Linked DNA regions of Mus musculus: region 1 is linked to region 2. The links are chromatin contacts, called in public Hi-C maps. All regions are on one chromosome and are shown on one strand. Each heading gives the region's core, a stretch centred on a gene start, on an enhancer-like site or on the middle of the called end of the contact. The rest is flanking DNA. Distances are from core to core; before and after follow the strand shown. Region 1 has its middle 16 kb from the start of Gm31614. Region 2 overlaps Gm31432 (a long non-coding RNA gene).

Region 1 (6,090 bases), core at 1,593-4,092, 360 kb before region 2:
AGCATGAGACATACAAGGGAGAAGTAGTACGCAATCATTAAAAATGATAATGTGGTTCTATACTTATTGACTCGGAGAGATGTCTTTGACATTTTGTGTCGTAAAAGGGAGGGGGGGAAAACAGATAACAGAGGAGCCTGCAGAGCTGACTTCCTTCATGTGTAGTCACATGCACAGATCTGTATGCAAAACGCCCAAAGCGTTACCGGCTTAGTAAGAGGGGCTTAAAGGTTGATGTCTGGCTAGAGTGGGTGGGGGGCTGTGGGGACAGCATTGGGCCCTCACTTTGAGTCTACAATTGCTAACCAACCATCAGGGCTTCTTTTGTTGCTCAGGAGGTAGGTTCATTTAGGAAAACAAAGGGGAGTCTGGAAACCCCTCAGTCTGCCGAAGCTATAGACCAAAACATTAACGATGATTCTCTCTTAGATGCGGGGCTTGAGTTGTTTTAATTTCCACTTTAATCTTCTGGTTATTATGTAAATACTTTACAGAACAGTAAAATATTTTTGTACTGTTTGTTGTTTTAAAGACGCAAAAGCCCTGGGACCTTTTGCATTTGGTTTTTATTGATCCTCACATAGCAGAGATTGCTGCAGCCTTTTGAAGTTCCCTTCCTCCAAGAACTTTGGACCTCTTAACAGGTGCAAGATGTCTGGGTATGTGCAAGAAAGAGGAGGTTCCATTCGGAGTCTACCTACACAACATCCCACCACTACCTACACAATGCTCCTCATGCTGGACATCCAGCCACTATCAGAAGGACAGTAACCCTGACCTATTTTTGGGGGGTTTGGCAACTCCACTACCTTCTTCTTGCTTTTCTTTCGTTGGTTCTGATTCTGCATTTAATGCTCCCCAAATATGGAAACCCCTACCACCACCTCCATCCCTAACCTTGACTCTCAGTCCTAGCAGTCTCCTATCTGACATCTGACTTTGCTCTCACTTCCATTTTGGACTTTGCAGTTCTTTGGCAATTTTAGAACAGCTCCAATATAACTGCAACCTATCCTACTCAATTCAACAGTTCTTGTACCAAGTTCTCATTATGTACACAATCCCTGGGCTGCCCCTTTGGGACATGGAAACAATGATTCTGAGTCCCCATTCTCGGGGTTTGAGGGAGGGGTGCTCAGTATGTCAAAAGCCACAATAGGTTGGTCACAATAATGTCATGCAAATGACACTGTAAAGATTGTAATTGCCAAGCCCTGCTATGGACACTTTGCATATCATCTCATTTAACACTCTTGTTATTACCTTTAACACCAGTGTCATTATTACACCCATTCAAAGACCAGGAAACTGAGGCACAGGGCATAACTTCTTCAAAGGAACCAAGGAATGAATGGCAGGAAGATCAAGATTGGAACCCAGGTCATTTGGCTCCTAGAGAATCTGGGTTTTAGTATCAAGTTCCAAAAAGCAGAACTGCTGAGCACTGTGTTGGGCATGCATCCAACAAGCTACGGAAGCTCTGCAAAGCGAGGTGTGAGCTCTTCTGGCTCAGACTCTTGGCTTCTTTCTGTATGTGGATGTGGGTGGGTGGGTAATGTGTGTGGGTGCATGCTTGTGTGTGTGTGTGTGTGTGTGTGTGTGTGTGTGCGCGTGTGTGTGTGTGCTCAGAAGAGCACACACGTTTGTGTCCATGCAGATGAAGGACAGAGGACAGCTCAGAGTCGTATTCTTTCTCGGGCACCATTCACCTTGTTTTTAGGCACAAGGTCTTTCACTTGTCCTGGGATTCACCAATCCGGCTGGGCTGCCAGATTAGCAAGCTTCAGAGATCTGCTCTCTCTGCTTATCCAGCTATGAGGAGGCAAGCGCCTATCACCATCCCAGGCTTTTTATATGGGTCCCGGGGATGAAACCCTGGGCATTTCCTGGCTTAGCCATCTTCTCAGCCATGATTGTTAGCTTCCTTAAACAACACCCTTTATGCCACTCATCTGTTCAACCAATGTCCCTCTGGGAGGGAGCTGACCCAGACTCTGCCCATACCACTTCAGATCCCGCCAGTTATATCTGGGTCCGTACGCCAGGAGATGAGGTGCACAGAGCACACCTAAGTTCAGAGCTATCCCAGTTGTCTCTGAGCTTTGTCCCCTCTGATGAACACGACCCTACAGACATTTTGTGTCCACTGGTACGCCATGCCTTCCACAATGAAGGTGTCCCAACGGGGCTTTGTTTAAACTAAATGTTTGCAAATTGAGTCCCATTTAGAATGTACTGGAATGGCCACCTGATAACACAGTAGCACTCACTAGCACTGGGTGGTTCTCTTGTACTGGAAACTTTCTTGCGATAACCATTTAATTCTTAATACGCCTGTGTAAGGCAGAGATGACGAAGAAACTAAAACCTTGAGAAGTCACCACACTCGCTCAAGGGTCAGCAGCTAATAAGAGGCATCTGACTCTTAAAGGATCACTTAAGCCAGTTTTTAAGCAGACTCTGGAAGAATCAAGTTTTCCAAGCTTTGTCATGTTTTCTGAAAAGAAGACGGACCACACTTTCTTGGAGCAATCTTCAGACTTTATGCGAGGCTGAGAAGAAATCTAAGTGTTTGAGAGGCTCTGGCAACTTCTAGGAAGGAGACAGTAGATGGGGCTTACCAAGGTCTTCCAGCAGGGGGCTCTCTAGAGCTGCCCTGCCAGAACTAGGGACCAAATGAGCGCTTCTGCAGTGTCAGTGCCTTCATGGTCCAGCCACGAAGTCTGGCTGGTAAAGACAGCTGTGTGAAACCCCAGGATAGGGTCTCTAGGAGCATGGGCAGTCGCTAAAAGGGAGCTGCATAAGGGCGGCTCACTCTCTGTGATACGCCGCTTCCGTAGTCATAAACACTGCAGCTGAAGATTCCCATGGGGCCTTCCTAATGGAGGAGATGGATACACTCCAGCGCAACCCGCGGGGTTTCACGCGCAGCTCTGACTAAACTCCCTATAAAATCAATCCCGCCTTTTCTCCAGCTGTGACAGGGTGTTCTAATATTAATCCACTCTCCTTGTAGCCCCCCCGTACCCCCACCCCAGCAAAGGCTTTAATGATCTTTAGCCAGGCATAAATAAGGCCACATATTCAAGCAGAGAACGCCTGCGCGGAGGAGACTGCTTCCTTTATTCAGCACCACAGCGGCCCCTGTGCCCCCTTGAGCAGCTTTCTTCTCTCCCACGGGTGGGGGCTGCAGAAGAGGCAAGCCCCCGAGGCGGGATGGATGGATGGGAGGGCCAGGGCTTCCCAAATTGTTCCATTGGGACCTCAGTTGTTTGCTCTCACTCCTAAGGGTCCCCTGGATGCTGCCTGGCGCTAGCCCCTCAGCTTCTAGCTCTGCTTCCTGTGTCTTGGGCATCTCCTTGGAAGCTCTGTTAGCTTCCTTCTCTCCTAAGAGGAGCTGGGTCTGGAGAGAGGCTCCTAGCAGCCAAGGGAAGAAGGGAAAGTGCTCAGAGATAAGCAGACAGGTAAGGGAAGAGTCGGAGGTGCAGATGCTGAGGTGAGCAAATAGCTGAGTTGTTGAGAGGGGCTAATCGGCAAAGCCTTCCGCCTCCTATCTCGGGACCCTCCTCTGAGTCCTCACGGCCCAGTGGTGTTTATGTGAACCAAGCAGAAGCCCCCGTACTGTCTTTGGGGAAGCTCTGGGGGCTTATTTTCTAGCAGGGAGCTGTTTTAAGAGTTGCAGGATCAGCTGCCCTCTGCATAAGCTAGCTAGCTGCCTGGCTGCATCTAAACCCTTCCAGCAAACTCCTTCCAGCGACAGCAAGCCCAGAGCCTAGTCAGAGTTTACCTTCCGACTTCAGAAAACAATCCAAACGGTCCCAGGGCCATTATGCAGGCATACAGCTAGCTCTGCAGAGGGGCAGATCCTTAGCACCTCGGAGTGAAGGGGGTCTGATGGCTCCAGGTTCCCCTATAGTCTTAATGGTCTTAGACTCCTGGATGATGTCAAGGAAGAATGCTAGGCCATTGTACTCTCTCAAAATAACCTGGTTTGTTAGTTTGTGTCACATTACAACAAACATTTTGCCCAAGAAAGCAAAGGCAGAGAGGGCATCGCTACCAACATCAACCCATGGCTGTATTTGAGCATCTTTCTTCTTTCAAGGGTTGAGCTGTGGCTTTGGACTTGCCCCCAATGCCCTGGAGTGATCTTTTGCCTGCAAAAGTCCCATTGTGAGGTGGAGAGAAGGCTTATGGGGTCTTGGGACTGGTCCTTAAAGCTTGTTCCTTCAAGCTTGTTCATCTACAGGAGGAGATGATGAGGTCATCGCCCTGGGGTGATGGTAAGGCTTCCTGTTTTAGTTACAGCATAGCTTTCACTTACTCTTTAACAATTTCAAACATGTGTCTTGATCACATCCACCCTCAACTCTCCAGAATCAAATGTGGTTGTTCCACTAAACACACATGCTTTCTAGATATTTATCTGTATGCCTATAGTGTCGTGCCACGACTTTGGCCACAGAAGCCTCTCCCTGCAGTAGCAGTTAATACTCACAACTATCAGGGGGCTGAGAACAAATGACTCTTGAGCACTTAACCCTAACCGGGAAGTCTGTATCAATCCACTAACCCCAGTCCCACTGCCCCAAGGCTCAGGAAACATGGAAGAAAAGGTGGGCACAAGGTAAAGAGCCAGAGGATGGGAGGGATGCAGTAAAATGTTGTCTTCTAGACTTGGTATGGATGTTGGATTAATGAACTCACAACAGCTATCCTTATTTGCACAAGACCTGCACATGGTAAGGTCAACAAGACCAGGCACATACCGGATGGCAACACTAACCAGACTCATTAGGTTAAAAAGTGATTTCAACACTTAGAATAGCACCCGTTACACAAGAAGCAGGCAGTGAGCATGGTAACAGTATTGCTAGTAACATCATTTTGATTATTTGATCTAGTTCCTCATAAGGTGTGCGGACTGTTCCTTCTTTTTCAAGCAGCTGAAGTTACTCGCTGGAGTATCCTAAGTACCCATATGGGTCTTGTGTGGAAAGACAGGGTGTCACCATGGGTAAAGTTGAATGCCACCATCCTGGGGCTTAGTCTTGGTTGAGGTGAGAAGGGAAAAGCCTGACGCTGGCTCTTTGTAAGGTCACATAGTATGTGGGTTGCTTTTGAGTTGGTACAACCAGTATGCCAGGTACAACTTAAAGTAGGGAAAGGTTTATTTTGGCTTCTGCTTTCAGGAAGTCTCCTTCCATCATGGTGGGGAGGGCACATTTGTAGACACAGAAGTAGACTACCATTATGGAGGACCAGCAAGCTGAGAGCCACTGAAGCTAGGATCTAGGCTCCAACCTTCAAAGGCCCGTGTCTCCGATCCACTTCTGCCAGTCTCATGTCGTGAGGGTCCACCGCCTCCCAAAATAGGACCACCAGCTGGGAACAAAGGGGTTCAAAGCATTAGCCTAAGGGGTGCCTTTCTGCTTCAAACCATTTTACAGCCTGTCTAGTGTGGCATGGCAACGGGTACTTCCTCTTTGTTCCTTCTCTGTCAAAGCCCACTGTGTGCCACCTCATCCTTAAAAGTTAACCTTCCAAGTAAGAGCAAAAGACGAGGCATGAAGTCCAGTGTGTGAGCCTTCAAGCCCGAGATCTCTCTAGCAGGCAGCCCAGGAATACAATCCCAAATAAATAAGAAAAAATGTCGTCAAGAACCCAGAAGTTCCCTTGCCTCTGCAGAGTCTCAAATCCTACATCTTTCTCCGTAGCCGTATCTACAGATTGCTCCTAACACCACAGTCCCTTGGGCTCCTCCTGGAGACGGGTCTGGCTTACTAAAGAGTGCAGGCTTGCCCAGCCCTCATAGAGCCCTTAATGCTTCCTAACTTAAAACAGTAGATTACCAGAATGTTCTTGGAAGGAAGCCTAGATATCCCCAGTTCCCGGTGATAATAACAAATAAACATTTGTTTGCTACTTGTTCCCAACATTTTGCTAACCGCTTTTAATGTATTATCTCAGTCCCCATAAGATGCTGGCAGGAATCTCCATTTCACAGGTAAACCCAGGGCTTGGAGAGACTGTGTCATCTGCCCAGGACTGGTGGCCTGCAGCATCTGTCACCAAGGCGACTTGAATCTA
Region 2 (6,332 bases), core at 2,961-5,460:
CTTCTAATATCCAGAGTCGCATCCTGTGGGGCAAATACTTCACTGCTGTTCTTAGCCGATGATTTGTACTGGGGATCCTGGAAGAGGCTGGGTCTGGGATTGCTAGCCAGAAAAGGTTGAGAGGATGTTAGAAAACACCGGGGCTCTAACGGACCACTTTAGTGTCCCCTGAAACCCACTCCTAACCTCTAGATCAGCCTGCACATCTGATCACACCCACCTCCCCAGGAGAGCTCTTCATTAGAGGTTTCTGAACCGTCACTCCATGGCCAGGCTATTCTGGTCCACCACCCAGAAAGTAGTACTTTCCCAGTTTGCTGTGTGTGCTTGTAATTAGAATCATTAGAGTCCGGCGCCTTGAAGACACGCAACCTGGATTCTACTTTTTATTCTGCGGCTTACAAGCAGAGTTATCTTGGTAGGCATGCCCACTGTCAGTCCTCTATCTTCGGCAGGGGTGGGGGTGGGATGGCAAATAGGGTCTCAAACTTGCCTTGAGGAGCTCACCTGGAACTTTTCTTTTACATTTTTATCTATTTTACTCTGTGTGTGTGTGTGAGAGAGAGAGAGAGAGAGAGAGAGAGAGAGAGAGAGAGAGAGAGAGCTGCCCACTTGGGGTAGCACTATTCCCTGGGAAAGACCGGATCGCATAAGGGTAAAAGAAGGAAGCACGCACACATTCACTGGCTGCTCTCTGAGCTGGTGTGAATGGAATGCTACCAACTGCTTCCAGATCTGGCCTCCCTGACCTCTCCACAGAGAGCAGCTATAACCTGGACTTGTAAGTCAGGTAAGCCCGTTCATCCTCCCTTAAGTTGATTTTGTCATGGTCTTTTTGTTTGTTTTCAGGACAACAGGAAACAAAATTAACTAACAACACTCAAACAGTTGGCCACTAACAACACTCAAACAGTTGGCCTGTCCCGTTCAAAACTCACGTTGAAATCTAGTTAACCGTTGTGACAGCATGAAGAAGCAGGGGCTTTAAGAGGTGTTTAGGGCTTGTAAGTTGGCTCAGTGGATGAAAGCTCTTGCTGCACAGGTCTGACACCCTGAGTTCATTTCCCAGAGCCAAGGCTAAAATCAAATTAACGAACAAAAAGGCTACAATGGCAAGCACATCTAATCTCTAATGTGTGTTGGGAGGTAGAGACAGGAGAATCCAGCGGCAGCTCCTGAGCCAGATAGCCTGAGGCAAGCGATAGAAACACAAATGACCCTGTCCCCAGAAAACTGAAGGAAGAACCAGCTCCCAGCTGTCTTCTGACCTCTATCATGGCATGCAAGCCTATGCTCACATCACATACACACACTACACACACACATACACACACACACACACACACACACACACACACACACAACACGCAACACACAACACATAGACCCCATATACAAAAAACAAACATGTTTAGGAAAGAAAATAAAGAGGTGTTTGGAGTTGGTCTTCAGAAATCCATTAGCCCTGTTCTGTAAGGAATGTGCCCACTATTAAAAAGTGGGTTCACTAATTCCCCACACTGTCCTTCTGCCACTGTGAGACACATAAGATCTGTCACCTTGATCTTGGACACCCCTACCCCATACCCCTAGCATCCAAAACTGTAAGCCAACAAATTTCTGTTGATTATAAATGACCCAGTCTGTGAGATTCCTCTGCAGTAGCAGGTGACAGCCAGGGACATAGACAACCTAAAAGGATGGGGCTGGGGACCAGGGTGGACTGAGTACCTGGAGACAGAGATTCAGAGTAGGGCAGGGTAGCCTGGTGCTCATGGGACCATGTGAATTGGAACCCAGATTTGAGTCAGACCTTCCCAATTAGCCTTGAAAAGGGGAAGCAACACTCCACGGGCCTGAAAGAAGAACAAAGAGAGACAGAGAAATGACGGAATACCCCGATGAGCCGCTGACGCCTGCTCTGGCCTTTAAAATGCAGGGAGTATGGCAATCTAATAAACATGGCAACAAAGCGTTTGTCACCAAGCTAATTTTATTAGAACAGATCTCAAATGGCTAATTTCCTTTTACTAATGAGCAAATTAGTTGAATCTCTGATCTGCTTTTAAGGCACTTATACTAATAAAACATGAGCGACAGGGAAATTTGCTGTGAGACGCGGTGATACGTGCATCTGGGGTGAAGGGACTCTGCTGTCATGGAGGACTGCTCTGTTGGAGCTCTGCTCAGAAGTGTCTGGGCTGTGCAGGAGAGCCTAGAATGCCAGCCATTAAAGGAACAGGAGTAGTGGCCTGGTCAGAGCCTTTGGAGAGCCTGGGGCCTGGCTGGGCAGTAGAGCGAGGATGCGCTGAGTGAGAAGAGTGGCCCCTCAGGCTTTCACCCATCTTTGCATCCTTCGGAGCTGGAGAGGTGGCTTGGTGGCTAAGTGGAAACACTGTTCTTGCAGATGACCAGAGTTTGGTTCCCAGCGCTCACACTTGGCAGCTCACAACAGCCTGGACCAGGGCACCTGCACTCATGCACAGATACACACACAAACACACATACTCACATAGACATAGTTAGAATAAGGCTTTAAAAGTTGTTCTTGGCACCCTCCATACTTTCTCTGCTATGTGTTATGTGCACAGAAGGACCTCCCAAGATGTCCCCAGCCCTCTCCGGATCCAGAATGGCCCTCCCCAAAGCTGAAGACTTTTGGAGCAAACCTCCTTTTTCCAGCCAATACTGAGGCTCCTGACTCCAGTTCGTTGTGTGAGTTTTATAGACACAATGCAGACCGTTTATTTCTTCAGCAAAGAGGCTCTGATCATGTTTATTGCAACTAGCCAAGGCACAGTCAATTGCTACCTGGGGGAGAGGCAGGCAGGAAGGTTCTGGCCCATCAGAACTCAGAGGTGGTACTCACACTCATCTGAGCTGAAAGGTGATAGACGATGTCTCCAACTTTCTCCTGTGGCTTTTTGCTTTGGTACACAAAACTAGGCTTTAGCAGCTAGATCAGAGAAAAGGGTTAGGAGGTAGGTGGTGGCAACCACAAATTCAGAACATCCCCTGCTTCCAAGTGGCTTTGCACAGACAAAGAAACAGGATGTCCCAGATAGGGGTTGTAGAAGGAGGCAGCCCCTGTTTTCCCTTCCTGTCCAAAATAAGCTCTAACATCTGCTTAAGGTATGTGCTTAAAGGAGTGGAGACCTGAGGGTGCAGACACTTGGAAAGTGGGCGTCACCCACATGCCTTCAAAATACACTCCTTGGGGGGCCAGATTGGCATGAAAAAGATGTATCATTGAAATATAAAGTCAGACATGGGGATTTGGAGCAGCTGTCCCACCCACCAGGGTGACTCATGTCTACCACAAGGCTTCTCCCTACTGTAGACCTTGACTCTTCACCTGGACTCACAGAAGCTATTATGTGGAGTCTACAGAAGAGCTGAAGAGCAGCAGTATCCCACAATGGCCTGCTGCCTGGAGTCGGCTGGCTGATCATTTGTTAGGAGTTGTCTTTCCTCCTATGACAGGGATTCTCAACCCATAGGTCTCAACCACTTTAAGGGTGGAGTATCTCTTTCACAATGCATGCAGATATCCTGCATGCCAGACATTTACATGATAATCCATAAGAGTAGCAAAGTTACAGTTATGAGGTAGCAATAGAATAATTTTATGGCAAACTTTATATGCCCCAGTACAGGGGAATACCAGGGCCAAAAAGGGGGAGTGGGTGGGCAGGGGAGTGGGGGTGGGTGGATATGGGGGACTTTTGGTATAGCATTGGAAATGTAAATGAGTTAAATACCTAATAAAAAATGGAAAAAAAAAAAAAAAAAGAATAATTTTATGGCTGGGAGGGGGGTCACCATAACATGAGGAACTGTATTAAAGTGTCGCGACATGAGGAAGGTTGAGAACCACTACTCTAGGACTTGCAGTATGAGGACAGTGAGATGGGGGTGTCCTCTGGTCACACCTGTGGACAATAAATCAGTTACTTTTCACATCACTATGACCAAATAGTTGACAAAAAACAATCTAAGAACAGGTCACCTTGGGCTCGTGGTCCATCACAGCAAGCTCATGACAAGAGGAGTTTGTGGTTGAGAGTCTTCACATCTCCATAGACCAGAAAGCAGAGAAAGGAGATGGCCGAAGAAACTCCACCCTGTGGGATTATACAGCCCATGTTCACAGCGTGTCTTCCCACCCCTCTCAGTGGATCCTTTCCGGAAATGTCCTATAGACGCAGCCCTAGGTGTGACTCATGAATGCCCTAGGAGATCATCTAATCAAGTCTACGAGAGAAATTAACCATCCCAGGAGCCCTCCTAATTGAAAAGGACAGTTTCAAGAGAAGACAGCTCTTTATCATCTGCAGCTAGCAAGGGTCTGGCCTTGATACCCCAGAGGACCTCAACACCCTCTGAGGACAGCTCGCTCAACACCTGCTGTAACTCACAAGTGCACAGCCCTACTCTCGGCTAGCCTAGCATCTCCAGTCTCACACATGCAGTTGAGTCTTAATCTAGCAGCACAGCCAAATCTACTGCAAGTTTTCCTTGGGAGGGACCAAAAGGTAGGGCAGAATACAAACAGTGCCAGAAGGTCATAAGGCGCCAGGCCAAGGGCTTGCCATTTTGCACTTACTGTAAATTCCCAGGCTACTTTCATCTTGAATCAGTGGCTGTGACCTGCCACAGAAGTCACAGCCACAGACTTTATCTGTGCCTCTGTTATCTATCTGTCTCTCCACATGCCAAGTCCGCCCCCACCCCATCTGTCTGTACCCCCCCACACACACTCCCCACACAGTCCCCAGGGCCACCTCTCTGAAGTACACTGGCCTCATTCATTATTCAGCCATTTCCTTAGTTCAGAGGCCCAGGGGCCAGAGGGTTGGCAGTTTGTGCGCTCTTTCATCTCCCAGGTTGTGTGAGGAATGCAGAAATGCTGGGCTGGTGTCCAGAGCAAGGCCAGAAGGCTGGCGGTACAGGGCCTGTGTGAGCCTTGATGCTTTCACTCCAGGTAGCCCAGCCTCACAAGGCTGACCCCTGCCCTCACCCCTAGAATTACCCCACAGACAGAGCATGTCCCTGCTGGGCTCTGACACCCCCACACACATACACACTCCAGGGAGCTCTGACCCACAGTTGCCCCGTCCTTGTTTCTCAACAGAGAGCTGGGGTTTGATCCTAGTGTGTCTGGGTCTAAGCACCAGCACATCACAATGGCAAGTGGTGAGATCTGCCTTGTCTATAAACAGCATGCCACTCGCTTGAGGACCAGCTTTGGGCCAAAGGCAGCAGGAAAGTCTTTGAAAACCCTGGGAAGAGGAAGAAAGGCCCTGCCCAAAGTGATGTTGACATCCAGAGCACTCAGCCCGGAAGCCAGCATGAAGCCCAGCTATGTGTGATGCCCTGACTCTTGCTTCAGGAAGCAGCACTGGCCTCTGGGAGCTCGGAAAGCAAAAGTCCCCCTCAACAGCACATACCCTGTGACATACATACAGACCTGAGGCATGGCTTGCCTCCCCTCACAACCTGATCAATACTGTAGAGGTAATGGCCTCAGTGGGCCTAAGGTCCAAAACTATCCAAAGAGCAGTGGCTTAATACTATACGCTACCCCAGATATCAGTCTAGTCTGTCCTGGTTCCAGCTGTCACAGTCCAATCCCATGTCCCTCATTGTGCCCTATCAGAGTCCCCTCCCTTATCTCTAGTCCTCTACTTGAACCCAGCCCCCTAGATTTCAAGTCCACTCTAGCTCGCCAGTTCCATCTGGCCAAAAGCTTTCTTCTTCTCTTCAGTCCGATTCTTTGATCCCTTACCAACAGCCCCCAAAATACTCTGTCCACACCAATGAGTCCTTCCTGCTTTGCAGATAGTTTATCAAATAGAAGCCAAAAGCCTGGTAAGGACAGAGCAATGCCATCAGAGGCGGGATGGGTGTCCCCTCACTAGGGTAGCAGGAGAAAGAATATCTCTCCATTGTTAGCCCCAAAACTCAGCCCAGCAAAGAACCTGGATGCATCAGGATCACCTTCCCTCTCATGCTCTCTGCTTGGAGAATACCCAGTTTGGGAGCTATGTGGGATTCGGGGACTTGGCTATCAGTGTTCTGTGAATTCTGGAGCTGAGTAGGCCTAAGAATGGGGGAATAGGGGCTATTCCAGTCCCCAAGTGGCTCACTGAAGTATGCTGTAAATGGGACTTGTGAAACCCCCAGAGGTCAGCATGAGGCCAAACATGTGCTAGGAGTCATAAGTTCTTCCTAGCCAGTCAAGTCTGCTACTCTTGTCTCAATCCATATTCTGCTACTGTGACAAAATGACCCAGACCAGGTATTTTATAAAGAATGTGAAATGGTTTCTC

The links. A called contact is a pair of places that touch in the nucleus more often than the background predicts.
Region 1: a Hi-C map of the N1E-115 cell line shows a contact between it and region 2, with 4 times the contacts expected there. The contact joins two enhancer-like sites. A contact is called at or near these places in 1 of 484 Hi-C or Micro-C datasets (the N1E-115 cell line), 1 of 115 datasets of contacts at active chromatin or transcription factors (embryonic hindbrain) and 1 of 9 other capture datasets (embryonic stem cells).

The regions. Positions count from the first base shown.
Region 1 is chr9:46,811,718-46,817,807 of GRCm38.p6, reverse strand. No RefSeq gene overlaps it. Among named protein-coding and RNA genes, the nearest start is that of Gm31614, 16 kb to the left of the region's middle. Within about 2 kb of position 2,842, at least 39 of the 459 cell types and tissues checked have an H3K27ac peak or open chromatin away from gene starts, as enhancers often do. A contact at or near this core is called in the N1E-115 cell line, where this site is marked.
Region 2 is chr9:46,453,644-46,459,975 of GRCm38.p6, reverse strand. All of the region lies in intron 1 of Gm31432 (a long non-coding RNA gene), which reads right to left. Among named protein-coding and RNA genes, the nearest start is that of Gm31432, 67 kb to the right of the region's middle. Within about 2 kb of position 4,210, at least 19 of the 459 cell types and tissues checked have an H3K27ac peak or open chromatin away from gene starts, as enhancers often do. A contact at or near this core is called in the N1E-115 cell line, where this site is marked.